Linked DNA regions of Cyprinus carpio: region 2 is linked to region 1. Evidence: chromatin contacts called from public Hi-C data. All regions are on one chromosome and are shown on one strand. Each heading gives the region's core, a stretch centred on a gene start, on an enhancer-like site or on the middle of the called end of the contact. The rest is flanking DNA. Distances are from core to core; before and after follow the strand shown. Region 1 holds the start of LOC109108212 (transcription factor E2F1-like). Region 2 holds the start of LOC109113041 (kinase D-interacting substrate of 220 kDa B-like).

Region 1 (4,851 bases), core at 1,134-3,633:
AGCATGCGCTACCATTCCATAGTTTGGGGTCTAGATGATTTTTCTTTAAAGAAATTGATATTGTTATTCAGTAAGATGCAATCATGGTTTCCACAAAAACTGTTTGCAGCAGTGATGATAATAATTCATATTTTTCAGCACCAAATCAGAATATTAGAATGATTTTTGAAGGACCATGTGACACTGAATAGTAACGGCTGCTAAAAATCAGCTTTGACATCACAGAAATATATATAAAATATAGTAAAACAGAAACAGCTATTTTAAACTGTAGTAATACTTCATGATATTGTTGTTTTAGTGTATTTTTAATCAAATAAATACAGCCTTTATGTACATAAGAGACTTCTTTAAAAACATTTAAGAAATCTCACTGACCCCAAAACTTTTAAATGGAATGTTTGCCTTTTGTTTGCAGTAAAAATGTGTGCACAGACAGCTCCATCTCTTCAAATGTCTTTACTAAAATCCTCTCGGTGCTAAATCAATATAGAAGCTTACATACATAAATGTAATAAATCACCACTCTTGCCCATTTTGGTGTTTGGTTTCATGGTTTCATAAAACCAGTGTCTGAACAATCCACATAATCACCACAAAACGTTCAAGACATTTTTTTTTACAAAGTTAGATATTGCATAAAACTATTGCTTGTGTCCATTCTGCAATCAAATCTTGTCAATCATGTGGTCAGAGATAAAGGTTTAAGGTCAAGATGCTTTTAACCAAAAAACCCAAATTAACATCTATCAATTACCGCTCTGAAATATTCCAGTGAGAAAGGTAATCAGCACCATCACCATCTATCTTCATAATATGATGTACACTCCCATAGTTCTCTGTACCTGACCTTAGGTCATAGTTCTTGGTTTCTTTGGCATCTCATTTAAATATAGCTATACAATACAGGTAAAAGCTATTTACAAATCAATAAATGTAGACTAATAAAAATTGCCATTTCAGGAGTAAATGCTTGCAATGTAGGCCTAATAGATTTTTTTCCCATCTATAATGATATCAAATCTTTAATTCACCAGAAATGTTTTGATATGATATTTATCAATGCAGAGAAAGTCTAACACTCAAAGCATCCTGGTAAGATTCCTTTAATATTTCCCGGGTGAAAATGATACCACATCATTGACCATGCAATGTGATTTCACTGAATTTGTTTTTATTTTGTCAATGTCTTTTAGAGAACATAGATTCAAAACAAGTCAATTACCCAGGCTGCCATTCTCTGTGGTGTCTCCAAGTCTAGTGAGCTGCCTATCTAGACAGCATTTCATGGTCATCCCAAAATGCTGTCTACATAGACAGATTACTATGGCTATATGAGCAGCATCCCTTATGTAAACATTTTCCTGTGCAACATATGTGTTCTACCTTTAAGCAAACAGAAATGATAACCACAAAAAACACCTTTAAAAGACTCTCTTGGGTAGCACGACATCGTGACGTTTCCAAAAAAGTGCCTGACCCTCCCCTGTATTATATGATCTGTGATCTGTGTATATGAATTAAATTCGCTAATGTCCACCTCTGTAAATCCTCGAGCAGTCCACCATCCATTTCATCACGCAAATGACACATTTCCCAAGCCAACCATCAACTCTCTCCGACGGAAATGCGATTGCTCAGGAAGACGTCATGAATTTCGGGAGGAAACATTAAAAATGCAACGTTTTCATCGTCCTTACCAAATGTTTTCGTGCACAGCCTGTAAAGGATTTGTAGAAGGACCTGGATGCCAATGAAAGCTGTGATGAGGGTTTTTGTGCCTCCTGTACGTTAACGGTACTCACTTCACAAAATACAAATAACAGAAATGTACCTGATCTAACGGAAGGTTGGTTATCTCGCTTATTGGCTGTAGTAAGTTGGATCCGGTGCAGGCTGATATCGTCTCAGTAGCCATGTTTCGCTATTGTATTAGTTCTGTGCTGTTCTCTATGACAGTGGAAGCCCAGTTCGCCCTGATTCAATCCCACACACATCCACATCCACCTCTGGAGAGACTGTTGCTGCTTGCTGCTGTCCACTGCTGGTAAAAAACGGCAGTACAGCACCCCACAGTCCGCCAAGCGCATTTACAAATCCTACTACAGTGAAGGCTTGACTCATGAATATTAATTACGCAACTTGGCGTTCGGTCGATCTGATTGGCTGAAAGGCAGACGTTAGTAAGGGTGCCAATTTCCTGGCGTTCTAAAATATAAAAGCCTATATCAAATATTAATATATCTACGTAAACAAAAAAACAAAAACAAAAAAAGACAATGCAGACATTAAAAAGGATGCAGTGTGGTAGTACTTCTCCATTGCACTAGATGTCACTAGTTGGGCTTATCAACTAGAGAAAACATGAAGCAGAAAATCTAATCATTTGATTGGTCAGACGGGATCACGTGACGTTTGTTTTGCGTCTCCTTTCGTGTTGCGTGTAAACATTGCACTTGCACGTTGATGTGATTGAATGTAGCGAAATAAACTGGCAACGTGTAGCGACGATGGTGAAGTGTGTGGTCCAAGGATGCATAAACCACAGTGATCTCAGACCGGGAGAGCAAACGAGCCGTCCGCCCAAGAGGTTTTTCAGTTTCCCCAAAGACGACAGTGAAAGTGTGGCTGGCCGCTTTACGGGAGACTGAGCGCGAAATCACAGATCAACATCAGATATGCGAGGATCATTTCCTGAGCCATCACATTACGCCGAACGGCATCAGCGCGGACGCCATCCCTATTATGCCCCCATTAGAGGGACCGGTCTCCGGCTGGAGCTCGTGTGATGAGCTGGAAGAGCACTCGGACCCAGTGGAGGAGGTTAGAAGGGTGCAATGCATATTCTGACAACCAACTATATATATATATATATATATATATATAAGAGAGAGCTAGATATAGAGAGAGAGAGAGCTTTATTTGGAAATTATTTCTATATTTTATCAATTCAAAAGACTACGAAAGCCACCCCAGTTCTGCACCTAAACCTAGCGCGATATATTTGTCTATGGTTAGCTGCGTCTTTTGTGATTGGCCATAATAACGTTACCTGCAGACTGCAGCCAATGAAGATCGTGAAAGCTGACTGCAGTTTTTGTCATTCATTATAATGTAAGTGTAGAGACGATGTAAATAATAGATTCAGTGTGCAGTGTAGAGAGCTTCATTAATTAAAACGTTAAAGCGAAGTTTGTGAGATCGCGATGAACTTAGGCGAGTGACAGGTTTTCATGATTATAAAGGGAGTTTGCAAATGGGAAACTGAATTTATACAACAGTTTTATACATTTTTGATTTTATACATAAGTTAATATTAAGTGACTTACATATTAGGAACACTGTTGTCTGATTTGCTCCATTTCGTCAACTAAAATAATCCCAAACAAATCACAGCTGAACCGCTGCGTCTCCAAGCAAAGAGCGCTGTTTCGTTTATGTAAGGAATAATTGACGACGGGCCGTTGAATTATTAGAAAAATAATGCACACCCGAGATAATAAAATCATCAGAATGTCATTCAGTATTTTTTACATGATGCATTGATCAAAGCTACATAATACAGATACAACTACTGTATTTTGGCCGTATAATAATGAAGTGGTTTATTACTAATGTATTATTAAGATGCTCTGCCTTATATAAATCATGATTATAATACACATAGCATATGATCATATTTGGGAACAGTGTGAAAATCTTTCTGAATAAAAACAAATCTATTCACATTATTTTGTATATTTGAAAGTGTTATTATATTAAGGGGTAAAAGTAAATAAATAAATACATTTGCATTTGTGACCCTGGACCACAAAACCAGTTATAGTGATTTATACATATGAAAGCTTAATAAATAAGCTTTCCATTGAAATTATATTTTGCTGAGATACAACAATTTGAAAATCTGGAATCTGAGGGTGCAATAAAATCAAAATATTGAAAAAATCGGCTTTAAAGTTGTCCAAATTAGGTTCTTAGCAATGCATATTACTAATCAGAAATTAAGTTTTGATAGATTTACAGTACGAAATTTACAAAATATCTTCATGGAACTTATTCTTTACTTAATATCCTAATGATTTTTGCCATAAAATAAAAATCGATAATTTGACCCATCTAATATATTTTTGGCTATTGCTACAAATATACATGTGCTACTTCTGACAGGTTTGTGATCCATGGTCACATTCATTTTTGGATTCACATAAAATACATGTGCTCAAATAGCTGGGGTGATTTTCTATTAAATACGTTGGATAACGCTATGCAGTATCAAGTTTTATTAACCTTAATTTTGTCTTGGAAAGGGTGGGGTTGCTGCAGAAGATGATCTTTATGATATGGAGTTTGAGGATTTTGAGGAAGATGATGATGAAGACCACAGTCTTGCAGATGATGGTTCACATAACATGAATAGTCAAGTACAAGGACAGTATCTCACTGGAAGGTAACACTACATTAAATAACTGCTACGAAAGTAATGAAACAATATTGATTATTTTCCCATTCATTATACAATGTCCTTTCTTTTAGTTTAACTAGCTATCCCAACATTATCAATATGAATCAAGCAACAGGGGCATCCACCAGTCAAGGTATGGGATGTTCTCAAAAGTTTTGAATTCATTCACTTTCTGATGCTGCACTGAATTTGAATGTACTTTGACCGAAGGTTAAAAAAGCTCTAAATTTTCATTCCAGTTCCGAATCGCTCTGACGTTGCTCTTGGACGACTGACCAAACGCTTCATGCAGCTACTTCACTCGGCACCGAATGGAGTCCTTGACCTCAATGAGGTTACTCGAAAACTGGGCACACGAAAGAGACGGGTGTATGACATCACTAATGTGC
Region 2 (4,851 bases), core at 786-3,285, 190 kb before region 1:
TGGATGGCCAGAGTGGTCATCTTGATGGAGGTTGTGGTGTCCATGATTGCCACTCACTGGGACACCCTGAACAGAGATATCTGTAGTCATTTTCAAAACAGATTATGAACAGAGATGGTCTAAGTTAATCTGAATACTGCAGTAGGTTGTTGGGAGAATAAAAATGTGAAATAAGCAACTGAAATGAAGTTCTTTGAGATTAGAGATGTTGAATTGCTGAGTTAGCCTGACGGGAGTGACAGGTGATATCAGAGCGTTTGCTTCAGTGCAGGCCAAGAATAGCAATGGACTTTAAATGTCAGGTGAAAGGAGGCTGGCACAGATAAGCATAACACAGAGATAACTGTTCATTTTCTCCAAACACCTCCACAGACACACTCTAATAGGTTTCCCTACAGTTAATTATTTTACATATTCAGCTTAAATAAATATATTTTAAAAAAAGACAATTTCATATCTAACACTTTTACAATTTTTCACCCATCAATACATTTATTTATTTGTCTATTTCTATTGCCATACCAGCATCTATAGGTATTTTCTTGGAAACATCAATGTATTAAAAAAAAACATAGGCTACAACATACAATAGTAATGAAAAACAACCAATATAACAAACATTATATAAGATTTTTCATTTGAAAATTTGTCATTTATCATTTAACACTTAGCATTTTATAACAAAAAATTTAATAGACAGAACAATAGATATATAGAATGAAAGGATGAAGAACAGAATGCTAAATCAATCCAAATAAATGTTTAATATTAATATTTTACAGCATTTGATGCTTATTTAATATGTGCCAGCATGTGACCCTCAATTTAACCTTCAATACAGACTAGAAGAATGTCTGTACAGAATGTTCATACAGACAATACATTCAAAAAGAATGGGGAAAAAAAACAGGTAGGCTCTCAACATACAACTGGACAACAACAAAGAGAATACATCAGCTCACTCAGGAACCCAAGCAGCTCTTTATGCTCTATCTGTGAAACACGACACCGAAGTTATTCTTATAGACCATTATGTGACACCATATATCCAGCACATTCAGTGTCACACTGTCCTCTGCTTTTGTTTGAATGCCTTTAGATTGCTGGCTGTGACTGCTGTCTGTCCTGCTGTCTGCTCTGGAATGGCATCATGCATTATTTATGGCGACCAAGAGTGGTTCACGCCTAGAGTTTACAGCAAGATGCTTAGATGACTGACAGCCCTACAATTATAATAGCGAGAAGTGCTCTATTTTATATGGATATTTACAAAGGCTGGTGAGAAGCACACTTTATTACATATAACAACAAAAATAACTAAGCATTATATATTACGTTTTGCTATATTTTTACATACAAATATAATAAAATACAACAAAATAAATATAGTAATTGTTGTATAGATAGATAGATAGATAGATAAATGAAAATATGGCTAAAAATAACTATATAATGTCAAATAAATGGAACCTGCGTGAGTAAGAGCACAACAAACCACAGCACATTCTCTGCCCGGTAATAAAGTGTTTGTTAATCCTGATATATTTGACTGTCTAAACATTATTGTAATTTGATATTAAAGAATGTATTTCTAGAAATAAACAGGGCGGGCAGTGCCATTACTCACTATGAGAGCCCAGCCAATTAATCGCCATCAAAACAACCCTGAACAGATTAACCGAATTTTACTACATTTACATAACAAACTACATCTTTTTCGCTGTAAATGTTCGATTCTGCTTAATTCTACAGTTTGATGCTCGTTACTGTCCTTTAGGAGGCTATGAACTGTCAATCATACGCGGCATCAACCGACAAACGCGATTTAAACCCTTCATCTGCCTTCTGTTTCGAGACGTACCTCACAGAAAATATACGTTGTAATAATCTGCTGTCTGAAGGTCCGTTTGGAGAGGCGTATTTCTCTCTAGTTTTTCGGTCTACGGCGCTTCTTTCTTCCTATTCACCATCTTCAACAGCCATTTTGACGAAGCAGAGCGCTGTGCTCCTGTTAAGCTTCTTCCTGGCAACACACGGCGTGACGTCACGCCTTACTCAGCCCAGCACACGAATACATGTGATAGTTGACTGTATATACGGGAAGTGATACTACATTACACAGCAATTGTAGACATTTTTATTTTAGATATTTCATCTTGTGTATTTCATCCTGTAGTTGTCTTTCCTAGGGCAACAGAACAGTCTATGGATGTTTCTTTAACTAGCATGTATGGAAACTTCGCCCTGTGGCCTTTTTGAAAGTAAAATTAAATAAACAGGCTACTTTTCACACTTTCACTTGTTTCAAAAATGATCCAAACGCATGTTACTTCCACAAGATCACAAATTATGTATTGTGGATGTATTGCTATATGTACCATAAATAAACACATTTGCTTGTTTTGTCATAATTTGACCAAAAATAAATAGATAATTTTGTTTCACATTATTTGACGAAATTAAAGGTTGCAGTGTGATATTTAACATCTCATTACATATCAAGCGCCTCCCTCGTGTCTACAAAGTTAAAACGTACACGAACACATTGAGAAACACATATTATATCATAATTGAATCTTAAAAATAATTATCTAAATAATGCAATTCTGGTTCTGGAATGAGGGTAAAATAAATGTATAAATGTCAATTGAAACTAAAAGAAAGAAAGAAAGAAAGAAAGAAAGAAAGAAAGAAAGAAAGAAAGAAAGATGCGAGAAAGAAAGAAAGAAAAGAAAGATAGACGGAAAGAAAGAAAGAGGAAAAATTGCTGCTTGGACATAAATGTGCCTGTAGTGGAATTAACATCCCTATAATATAATGTCAGCAAGATCAAGTAACTTATTGTTATGTGTAGCGGCACAAAGTGCACAGTTTATGTCTGCAGAGCAAAGGGCAGATGTTCATCCAGGTTGAGGCATTTGAGAATATGGAAGGCTAAATTACCATTGTTTCAAACATTTCACTACTGAGTAATGAATGTGTAACTGTATCGTGCACATTACCTTCACAAAATGGTTTATCAGAAAGCAAACGGATCACAGAGGAGTAGTAAAAAGACCTTTTTTAATCACTAAATTTCCAAAAAACAAATGTTCTAGATCCACACAGAGAACATAATGTTTCAAACAAATCCAGTGGACATCCTCTACATTTTCGTATATCTTTAACACAAACATCAGCTTCATTTCCAACCCTAAGCAGGCCAAACCTTGAAGCTGACTGAGGCCATACAAAATGTGCATTACTGTGCATACAGAATCACCACCTGCCTGACTCACAGAAGTCATGCAGTTAACAGTACTATCCATTTTTTTGTTTTGTTTTTTTTGCTGGACGTTACTCTAACATTCCACTACTTTCCAAAATTCCCAGTTTAGATTGGATTAGTCTAACAAACACTTTTGTTTATGAGAAAAGAATCTCTGGTCTTTAGATTGGAATGTATTATGTGTAACTTTCAGCGTTTTATGTGAAGACTACATGGACGAGACGCTACAACAGACCATAACAAACATAACATGACAAACGGCCAAGAGCCCAGTTTTTAATGGCGCAGCCATGGAATTAAATCTTAATTTTAGTCTTGATGACTTCAAAAAAAAACATTTTTTTTGGACATCATCCTTTGATCTTCTTTCCTTTTTTCCAATGACTTTATTATTTTTCGTTTTATTACTTTAGAATTCATAATTATTACTTTATTAGATTTTAGTTTAGTTAGTCATATTTATTTTACCCCTACCACATTAAAAACCTTTGCTTTCAAATATAATGTTGCCAGCTTTCTGCAAGTAGTATCGGCCTTGTCCCTTGCAAGAAAATCCTATTTACAAGCCCAATACAAGACCACCAGATTAGGACACTAATACTTGCTGTGACAAGCTGAATTACAAAGGCAAGGTCACATAATTCTATACAACAGTGTTTTCTTGGCAATAAAACTCCTCTTATACCAGTCAGATTTGATACCATCATCTCAAATCACTGTCCAATCCCAGTACCACTATACTGAGCCAAGGGATGACTTACTCTATCAGTCCAGACAGAGGCTGCTTGGTTGGTTTATTTGTGAGCTTTAGTTTATCTGACTCTCTTCGTGTGTGGCTGGAGAATAGGTACATTTGCCCAGTCTGTGTGTGTACAGAAGATTGGTAAGGTGTTCCAGGACTCATGTGGCTTTTTGTTTCTGGTTGCTGTTGCTGTCTGTGCTCTCCAGACTTGGCTGTACAGCAGGCTGTTGCTCTTTCAGCCGCAGGTGGCGTGGTTTCACAGGCAACGCGATGGCCAGCAGTATACAGCCTATGTGGATGCAGAAGTACCATGACCTACAAAGTGATGGAGACAGTAGAATGACAATTCACGAATGAAAAAAAAAAAGTTATGCATTTTTAGTATCTATTTTTGTTTGTCCAGCCCACCTGTAGAACTTGAGCGAGGGACCCACAGAAAGCAGAACGAAGGGAACCACTGTGTAACAAATGGCTATCTGTGTCGCCGCCCATGTGATGACATCATACACAAACTTGAGAGTTGGAGAACCTAAGAAGTACGGTCTTACATTGTGTCTCACCTGAAGGGGAATAGGGAACATGACACAAAAAAAATGGATGAATAACAACCCTCAAAATTCCAAGCATTGATATTCATGATTTATTATTTTTTCAGGGAGACATTAGTGATTCAAAAAAAATAATAATGATAAATTAATGTAAATTGCAAATTGTAACCAATCATTTTTGATACTTTTTTCCTTGAAATTTTGGTATTCATAACATCATTTAGCATGCAAATACATTTGAAAATGTATCTATATATATATATATTTCAATAAAGTCTTGAAAAGTAAATATT

Evidence for each region. Hi-C and Micro-C count contacts between places; a contact is called where the count stands out from the background.
Region 2: a contact with region 1 is called in a Hi-C map of skeletal muscle, with 3 times the contacts expected there. The contact joins the promoter of LOC109113041 here to the promoter of LOC109108212 in region 1. A contact is called at or near these places in 2 of 8 Hi-C or Micro-C datasets (both in skeletal muscle).

Annotation. Positions count from the first base shown.
Region 1 is chrB20:17,249,332-17,254,182 of ASM1834038v1, reverse strand. It overlaps LOC109108212 (transcription factor E2F1-like), which reads left to right and starts at 2,383. Exons shown (of 9, transcript XM_042747364.1): 1 at 2,383-2,611; 2 at 2,613-2,823; 3 at 4,308-4,447; 4 at 4,534-4,595; 5 at 4,702-4,851. The coding sequence starts at 2,511.
Region 2 is chrB20:17,437,436-17,442,286 of ASM1834038v1, reverse strand. It overlaps LOC109113041 (kinase D-interacting substrate of 220 kDa B-like), which reads right to left and starts at 2,035. Exons shown (of 30, transcript XM_042746839.1): 1 at 1,862-2,035; 2 at 1-66. The coding sequence starts at 44. It also overlaps the pseudogene LOC109112772.